Linked DNA regions of Ovis aries: region 1 is linked to region 2. A link is a contact called in public Hi-C data. All regions are on one chromosome and are shown on one strand. The core of a region is the stretch at or near the end of the contact, and the rest is flanking DNA. Distances in the headings are between cores, read along the strand shown. Region 1 holds the start of ADAM19 (ADAM metallopeptidase domain 19). Region 2 overlaps ADAM19 (ADAM metallopeptidase domain 19).

Evidence for each region. A called contact is a pair of places that touch in the nucleus more often than the background predicts.
Region 1: a contact with region 2 is called in a Hi-C map of blood, with 2.0 times the contacts expected there. The contact joins the promoter of ADAM19 here to the enhancer-like site in region 2. A contact is called at or near these places in 2 of 16 Hi-C or Micro-C datasets (both in blood).

What each region holds. Positions count from the first base shown.
Region 1 is chr5:66,797,914-66,802,677 of ARS-UI_Ramb_v3.0, reverse strand. It overlaps ADAM19 (ADAM metallopeptidase domain 19), which reads left to right and starts at 3,018. Exons shown (of 23, transcript XM_027970455.2): 1 at 3,018-3,164. The coding sequence starts at 3,098.
Region 2 is chr5:66,714,113-66,718,837 of ARS-UI_Ramb_v3.0, reverse strand. It overlaps ADAM19 (ADAM metallopeptidase domain 19), which reads left to right. Exons shown (of 23, transcript XM_027970455.2): 19 at 610-754; 20 at 1,585-1,669; 21 at 1,960-2,184. Among named protein-coding and RNA genes, the nearest start is that of NIPAL4, 33 kb to the right of the region's middle. Within about 2 kb of position 2,432, at least 4 of the 54 cell types and tissues checked have an H3K27ac peak or open chromatin away from gene starts, as enhancers often do.

The DNA.
Region 1 (4,764 bases), core at 1,769-4,268, 83 kb before region 2:
GTCTGTGCACCAAAACAAAGAGTAGCCCCTGCTCACCACAGCTAGAGAAAGCCCGCAGGCCGCAACAAAGACCCAGTGTAATCAAAATAAATAAAGAAATTTAAATTTAAAAAATATATCTAATGGAATCTGCCTTGCTAGGTTTTGGGCTTGCCTGAGACTCCTTTCTTCTTTCTCTCTTTTGGAATGAGAAAGTCCTCCTAACCTGTATTTTGGAAGCATATAACTTGTCTGGTTTCACAGGTTCACAGATGGAGAAGAATTTTTTTCTCAGGATCAATCATACCTTGAGTCACCCCATACTTGATTTAGATGATATTTAAATGAGACGTTGGGCTTGGAACTGATGCTGGAATGGGTCAAATCTTTTGGTGTTGCTGGGATGGGATAAATGTATTTTGCATGTATCAACTAAAAATTGCCATTTCCCTCTATAAGAATGAAGTAAGTCACTAGCTGGGCTTCCCCTGTGGCTCAGTGGTAATGAATCTGCCTGCAGTGCAGGAAATGCAAGGTCAATCCCTGGGTCAGGAAGATCCCCTAGAGGAGGGCACAGCAACCCACTCCAGTATTCTTGCCTAGAGAATTGCATAGACAGAGGAGCCTAGCAGGCTACAGTCCATGGGATCGCAAAGAGTCGGACACCACTGAAACAGCTGAGCACGCATGCACACAAGTCACTAGCCACTGCAGTAGCTGACCTTCAGCACTCCCTGAAAGGAGGTAAGGGTGGAGATCAAGAAAGAAGCACTGTGCTCTGCGAAAAACTGGCAGAACAGGCCTTTAGAGAGATAGTTAGATATTTTTAGGAGAAGATTTTATGAGCTCAGATTCTTGTGTCTCCTCATATCTACCAAAGCACTAAAATCATTAACGGTGACATTTGCTCCTCGTGACTAGCAGCAAGCATCTCTCAAAATGTGTGCCTGACTGCATGCACACCACCCTCACCCCCACCCGCCTTCCCTAAAATCATATATAATTCTGACCTGCCCTTTCTTTGGAGCAGCTCTTCAGAGCTACCTGAAATGCTGTCTCCCAGGCTATCGTCCTCATTTTGTCCCAAATAAAACTTAACTCACAACTTTCATATTGTGCATTTTTTTTCAGTTGATACTTGTGAGAAGGACATGAATTTTGGGGACCACAGAATAGAGTGTTATGGACTAAACTATTCCCCAAATTCATATGTTGAAGCCCTAACCACTCAAATACTGTGTGACTGTATTTGGAGATTGAGTCTATAAAGAGGTAGTAAAAATTAAAGAAGATAATAAGAGTAGGGCTCTGTCTGATGGCATTAGTGTCCTTAAGAAGCAGAAGACAGCAGAGCTTGCTTTCTCCAAACAAGTAGAGAAGAGGTCACGTGAAGCCACAGCAAGAAGGCAGCCACCTATAAGCTGGTAAGAGAGGACTTATATGAAACCCAACCAAGCCAACACCATAATCTCCAAAACTATAGAAAAATAACCTCCTGTTGTTCAAGTCATTCAGTCTTTAGTTTTTGGTTATGGCAGCATGAACAGACTAATATATTTTATTTATGCCCACTGGTTTCAATAGACATACCTACTAATTTTCAGGTATGCCTTTTCCTTCCCCAAACAGCATCTTGTTTAGCTGTACAACCCTGAGTTTGAAGGAGATGGAGTGAAAGGAATAGATAACAACAGATCTGAGGCTCAGACTTTGCCAAGGATCTTAGGCAAGACAGGTTTTTTTTTTTTTTTTTTTTTCCTGATTATCAGTTTGTGTGTTACTTGCACAATTGTGTCCAACTCTTTGCAACCTCATGGACTGTAGCCCATCAGTCTCCTCTGTCCATGGAATCCTCCAGGCAAGAATACTGGAGTGGGTACCCATTCCCTTCTCTAAGGGATCTTCCTGACCCAGGGATCAAATTCCCGTTTCCTGCATTGCAGGCAGATTCTTTACCATCTGAGCCACTTGGGAACCCCCAGTTTATTCATCTGTAAAATAAGATGTGCTGTAAGAGGCTCTGGAACTATTCAGATGTGGACTTGAATCCAGCCTCAGACTTTAGTTGTGTGATCTTGACTAAATTACTTAGCCTCTCAGGTTTGGTTTTCTCATCTCTAAACCAGGATATTGTTAGTGCTTACTTTAGGGGATTATTGGGCTAATAAAAAGACATGATGTATACAAAGTCCCTGGAAGATTTTAAAGGGCAATAAAAGGTAGTTCTCCTAGATTAATTAAATAAATTGACATATGTAAAGTGCTGAGAACAGTGGCACTTAGGAAATGCTGTATCGGTGTTAGTTATTATTTTCTTTTTCTAGCAAACAGCATAACTTCAGTAAGTGACAGTCATTATTATTATTATTTTCAAGTCTCATATCCCTCCAATTTCCTTCAAACCCCTAAAAGCTAACCATCCCAAATGCCAGTTTCCCCCAATTCAGCCCATGGGCTTTTCCGCCCTAGTCCGTCTGTCTAGGGTTTTCTGCTCCATTTTCGCCTCCTCTGGAGCTCAGATGTCATCTCCTCTGGGAATCCTCTCTTCACCACCCCGCTCCTCCCAGTCAGATGGAAAGGATCCTTGATTTGTGTCCTGCTAAGAAAACAACTCCATATAGCACTTAGTTCTCTGTGCCAGGTTAACTCTTTCGGAGCCTGCCTCCAAGAGTGGAGGCCGGTGCTGGTGAGCGGCCTCTTGAGTGACACCCAAGGCCAGCGTGGGACAGAGAAAATGGGCTGTGCAGAGAAGGGTCCAGTTTAATTCCTACAAACTAGAGCCCCCAACCCTCCTCAGGCAACGCCCACCGTGAAGAATCCCTACCCTTCCTCGGGCTCGGAGTCTCCCTCCCTTGATCGCCGACACCTGAGCAGTTTCCCCCGCCCCTGCCCCAACCCCGCGCCAGGCTCAGGGGTCGCTCTGGCTTCCACCCAGCCTCCTCCTGCCCCTCCTCCAGCCCCGGTGGAGCTGAGGGGCGGAGCGAACGGTCAATGGCTGGGAGAGGGCTGGGAGCTGCTGGGCGACCGCGGTGGATTCCAGAAGCTCGGCGGCCTGGTTAGGGGGCTGGCATGGCCGCGTGCTGGTGAGCGCCGACTGCGCAAGGGGCCAGCTGCCACCATGCCCCGGGGCGTGGGCATCGCCCAGCTCTGCCTGCTGGTGCTCGCCCTGCCTGGATGGACCAGAAGTAAGTAGCGGAGCGGAGCGTAGGGGGTGAGGGGTGGGTGACGGGGGCTTTGTAGGTGGGTGGACTGGGGGACCTGGGTGGACTGGGGGACCTGGGGACTCCCAGCAGCAACTCGGAGCCGCGCCCCTGCTGTCTCCTAGCCCGGGAGCCCCGGCTTTGTTCCCACGTTATGCGCCCCCGGGAGGTGGTGGAGATGCGGGAGATCCAGAGCAGGCAGAAAACAGTGGATCCCTCCCCGGCTTGCCGCCCTCTCTCTCCTTTTCCTCTGTTTTTCTGGCTTTTCCGCTGCTTTCCGAGTCTCTCCTCTTTTCTCCAGTCTTTGTGTGTGTGCCTATAAATACGTTTGGATAAAATTGGAACCATACCATATGTACGGTTTTGTGTCTTGCATATTCCACTTCACTTTATGAGCATTTCCACATCGTTACATTCTCCAACAACATGGTTTCAATGATTGTAAATTCCGCCAAGAAATTGCAGAAGTACAATTTTCAGAAAGTTAAAAACACGACTCTCATACAAATATAGGATGGAAGATTGGCAAAGATTGATCTGATTCTTCAGAGAGGCAGTGAATAGAATGGTAAAGCTAGTTTAAAGCACTAGAGGAAAAAGGAGTGATACGGGGCGTTGGAGACAGTGTTGAAATCCTGTACTGGGACAGATATAAAAGTGGTCAGTGCTCCATGGGGCCAAACAACCATAATTCTTAGTTATCTGTTTATTATGCTGGAGTCATTTGCATCTCTACCAGACTGAAAGTTATGGTTAACAGAGAACTTCGCAGAGTATATAGCCTTTAATTACTAGTAAATAAAGGCAAACAAAGGTACATTTCCCTATATAATTCACTGATCTGTGAAAAGGCCTGCTAACCAATGCTCCAAATGTGATGTGAAAGTGTATCCTACTTGCTCTTTTTGCTTTATTTCCAAAGTTTGAACAGTTTTTCTTAAGTTGTACTGTTTCTTTATTACTGAGCCTAGCTTTCCATAATTTTTGCAATCATAAAGATCATTTCATTCCTTTAAATGTTCTATTAAATATCATAATTCCTTTTTGTTGCAAAGAATCTAGATTTATCAGAGTCACTAGAGCAGAAACTGTCTTTCTGATTCCCCAGTGAGTATCAGACATCTAGCATAGTGTTTGGCCTGTAGTTAAGCACTCAGAAAATGTGTAAATGAATGCATTGCTTCTCATTTTTACTAATATGATAACTAATGTAGTCTAATGACTTTTTTTTAGGATGTATTTTGACTGAGAATGCATCGTATCAGTAATCTAAAACGGAAATTAATCACTCATCATTGGGCTAGTGTAACAGAACAAATATGGCCATCTTCTATGTAATTCATTATATTCTATGTGATTCATGTAGTTAGTTTAGAAAAGAATAGCTTTTTGGAGTCCTCACTTAGGACCTCAGGAGTTCTGTGGGTGTGGCCTATTCTTACCAGAGACTAATTTACTTAGGTCTTGAGCAGTTACCACTTTATTAAGATTGTCTGCAACCAGTGTTTGAAGTCTGCCCTGCCTAGAACAAGTCTCTCCGCAAACAGATTTCAGTTCACCTTTCTTGAAAAACAGGAAATCTTGT
Region 2 (4,725 bases), core at 1,183-3,682:
AGATCAATCTATATGTCTCACTGTTTTGTGGTTGCTTTGTGTCCAGGAAAATCATGATTTAGGCAGAAAACAAGTGGTAAATAATAATAGAGCTGGAATAATAGAGCTTCTTGCCTTATATGAAAAGGAATGCTTTTCAATTAAACTGAAGTAGCTGGAGAAATTTTACTGTGAAGTCTCTGCCAAGCAAGTTGACCTGATTATTGAAGCTAGTAATATTAGTGACTTCACAGTGGGATATAGTATGTGTTTTTTTGTTATAGTTTTTAAGTTAAAATAAGTAATACAAGGTAAATGAAAATCAAGGATCTGAAGAGTATCTGGAGCATATTATTTGAAATCCACTACTGAAGCTCCCTGTAGCTCAAATGGTAAAGAATCTGCCTGTGAGACAGGAGACCAGGGTTCAGTCCCTGGGTTGGGAAGTTCCTCTGGAGAAGGGAATGGCAGTCCACTCCAGTATTCTTGCCTGGAGAATTCCATGGACAGAGAAGCCTGGCAGGCTACAGTCTGTGGGGTCGCAGGGAGTCGGACACGACTGAGTGACTAACACAGCAAGTGAAGCTCCAGCTGCTTCTAAATCTGCCACTTGGGTTCTCTTTCTGGAAGGCGCTGGTCCTGTGGTAGCTGGAGTGTTTTCAGCCATCTTTGTGCTGGTAGCCCTGATCCTGATGTACCGCTGCTGTAAACAGAACAACAAACCGGGCTACCTCAAGTCCTTAGCCCTCCCTTCCAAGCTGAGGCAACGGTTCAGGTATGATGGGGTGCTGTGAAGGACTTGAGGTCTGCTTGAGGGTCACAGCTTTCTGAAAGTAGTGCTTGGTTTTAGAAACAGAAGGTGGTGGTGGGTCTCATTTAGGTGGAAGGCAAATGCCCAGTGCACGTCACCCTCTCCCCTTCTGCTACGCTGCATGACCACGGCAAACATTACTACCTGATTTTTATTGTAAGTCAGCTTGATTGAGCCTGGTCATCACTTCCGAAGCCTTCTCAGCAGAATGCCCCAACCAATTCAAGCTGGAATGTGAAATGAAATCTATCCTGTATCTAATGGATTTCCTCCCCATCTTAGAGCCCAGAAAGTGAGGCAGCAGAGGAAAACTGACTAGCTCAAGTCAATCACAGAGGTGGCTAGACATCAGCTCAAGACAGAGAGTAATTTTTGTCTTAAGTAATTCATTCCTGTGGATATTGAAAATGTATAGTCTCCAAGTCCTCTGTTATAAGTCATACCTTTTCCAGAGGAGATTTTTAAATCCCAGGTCCTCCTGGAATGATGCCTGAGGGAGATTGGTTGATGGCGGGTAACATCCTTGTCTTCTTGGGGGGAGAAAGGTTTTAAAAGGGTGAAGAAAAGATACTGAGGCACGCTGTACTGTGTATGAGGCCAACTGTCTTTCCTTGGGAGTTTTCCACTGGCCACTGTCTCCATGCCGAGGGAGCTGGGCTTCAGGAGGGCCAATCCCACTTCCGCCAGAGCAGATTCAGGGAAGACTGAGCTGCTGGCTGGCCACACCTGGGTCAGAGCGAACTCAGGCAATGACCTTCAGCAAACAACCTGTGCTTCTCCTTCCTTGTTACTAGCTGTCCCTTCAGGGTGTCTCAGAACAGTGGAACAGGCCATGCCAACCCGACGTTCAAGTTGCAGACACCCCAGGGCAGGCGAAAGGTAAGGGCTTTGCACCGTGAACTTTGCTACTTTGACCTTCTCTCTTAGGACTGTGCTAGATTTTCCCTTAAGCGCCTTTGTGGGCCCCTTGGGATTGGTAATAAACGACACTTTCTTGGCCTGAGAGATGGTCAGCTGGTTCTACCATCCCCTTATGACTTAAAAGTTGCATCTGACCTCTGGGATCTGAGGTCTTTGTTCGTGCCAGTGGGACACCCAAGGCCACCCCCAAGTTTTTAAGTGCATTAAGGGTTCCTGTATCTCAGGCGTTCCTCGTCTTATGCATACAGGTGACCAACACTCCTGAAACCCTGCGGAAGCCCTCCCAGCCTCCTCCCCGGCCCCCTCCAGACTACCTGCACAGCGTGTCACCACCTGCGCCATCGCCAGCACACCTCAGCAAGGCTGCTAGAAACTCCCCAGGGCCCAGACCATCAGTAGAGAGGAAAGAATCATCCAGGGGACCGCCCCCAAGCCGGCCAGTGCCCCCTGCACCTAAGTGCGTCCTCTCCCAGGTAAGTGGCTTCTCAGCAACCCTGGATCAGGAGCATCACTTGTCAAGCCATCAGCCATGAGGAATGATGGAGGCTGGGAAGAGAGCTTGCTGAGTCCTGGGCTGGCTGCCTTTTCTGCATTCTGGTCCATATTGGGCACACAGAATGTGGGGTGATGCAATGGGGAAATATGCTACAGGGACTTCCTCCCTGGTTGGCCTCCTCTGTGACAGCCAGCGCCCATCTTCCACCCCAAATATGCATGTGCAGTCAGTGTTTCAGTTCCCCATGGTCTTTTCCTCTCTGCTAGGCCTTTGCAAATGCTGTTTCCTCTGCCATATACACTTTGCATCAACATCACATGTTCATTCTTAGATTTCCTGTTAAATGCTGCTTCCTCCAAAGAGCCTTCTCTGACCCCCAAGCCCAAGTTTGGTGTCCCTGCATGTTTTTCATCATAGTACTTATTCCACCAAGTTGTGCCTATCAGTACCTTGCACTAGTCGGGAAGTCTTCCTGAGGGATGTAGGGTGATGCTTTGCTCATCTGAGGGGCAGGTCAAGGGGCCTGGCCTCTGGGAGGGGTGGGCAGGGTCTGGGCTCTCCCCCCATCACTGGTGTTCTTTAGAAGCAGAGCCATCTTCCCCAGCAGTCTGTTTACCCGGCGTGTCTGTGTTCTGATGGCTCTAGCTACACCTTCCGGCAGGAGTTCCTACAGCACAGACACAGATGTTAGGCGGTGGCCAGGCGTGGTGCCTTCCGGAACCACCTGTGTTTTACCCTCAGTTGGGGTAGGGGACTTGCCCATTTTCCTCCTGGGACTGTTGTTCTTGGGCATGGTCCAGGGGGCCCAGGCTGTCCCTGCCCCTAAGGACTGTGGTTGGCTCCAGGTCCTGGGGTCCCTGGGACATGGCAGCATCATGGTTCAGCAGAGCCAGGAGCAACAGGTTTGGTTCTCTGATGATGCAAAGCTGCTGCAAATGCATGCTCCATTGCTCAGTCATGTTCGACTCTGTGACCCCGTGGACTGTAATCCACCAGGCTCCTCTGTCCATGGAATTTCCCAGGCAAGAACACTGGATCGGGTTGCCAATTCCTTCTCCAGGGGGATCTTCCCAGCTCAGGGATCGAACCTGCATCTCCCGAATCTGGCAGGCAGATTCTTTACTCCTGCGCCACCTGGGAAGCCCTGCAAAACTGCTGCTCTCCCGTGTTTCTCATCTGGGGCAGGAGTGGGATAGGAAATTCCATACAGAAAGAGAAAAGAAAGACTGACAGGGAGAGAAGAAGCAAGAAGAGGGAGGAGAGCAGAGGACAGGGAGAGTGCTGGGCTCCTTGGGCAACTGTAACTGACACCAGAGTCTGGGGGTGGGGTGGTGCCGAAACCACAGACTGCTTAATTCCTGACGGTTTTGGAGGCTGGAAGTCCAGCAGGTTTGTTTTTTCTGCGGCAGCTCTCCTTGGCTTGCAGGTGACTGCATTCTCCTGTGTCCTCGTGTGGTCTCTCCTCTGTGTGTGTGTGCCTCGATGTCTCTGTGTGTCCGCAGAGACAGTCACATTGGATTAGGGCCCACTCTAGGGCCTCATTTCAACATAATCACCTCTTTAAAGGCTATATCTCCAGACACACTCACATTCTGAGACACTGGGGGTTAGAGTGGCCCCCACATGTGAGTTTTGAAGGCCACAGAAGGAGAGAGAAAGGGACTAAGAGGGGAGAAAGCAACCATGCGCAGACAAGGGTGTGAGGGGAGAACAGAGGAGGAGGGAGGGAGGGGGCAGTCCACTGAGACCAGTGTTCCAGAAAATCTCGCACTGGAGGCTTGTTGAATGGAGATGGCTTCAGCCTGAGCCTAAGGTGCTGAGCAATAGGTTGGGGGAGGGGCTGGGTAGTGGACTCCAGCTGCAGGGAGCCCTGGAGGCTGCTAGCAGGAATCCAGAGCCCAGAAGGCCCCTCGGCCAGTGGCAGGTACCCCAAAATATACACCTCAAGCATGGCTTCAGGCCCAAACAGGGATTTCTCAACAGTGCTGAGGGCAGGCGGCAGGGATTCAGTCTGGGCAGACGCTTTCCTGGGACCCGTCTGAGGACTGAGTCTGCTGCCCTCAGTTTCTGTTTGGGGGAGCTGTCTCACAGGGTTGGATGGGCCAGGCCAAGGGCACGGTTTGTAAGTAGAGTAGCCAGGACTTGCACCTAGGGCTGACTCCAGACCCTTCACCACCCTGTGTGTCAGGCCCTGGGTAGGCTCTGGGGGCATCCACACTCAGGTCTCAGCTCCACCACCTCCTAGCCTGGTGACATGGACCACTCTTGAGAGCTGGTAGGCAAAGCTTTGTAACCTCTTCTGCTCTCTCTGCACATGTGTGTGAACTTCTACTTTGTACCTGGCACTGGTGAGCAAAGCAGAAGCCATTTCTGCCTCCTGGAGCTCACAGCCTCCTGGGGCTCACAGCCTCCTGGGGAAGACACTGGTATGTGTGTAGTTAAGAAGTGGTTAGTGCTATGAAGGAGAGGTTCAGCTTGCTTACAAAGAGAGTTATCGGGGACTTGATCTAGTCTGGAA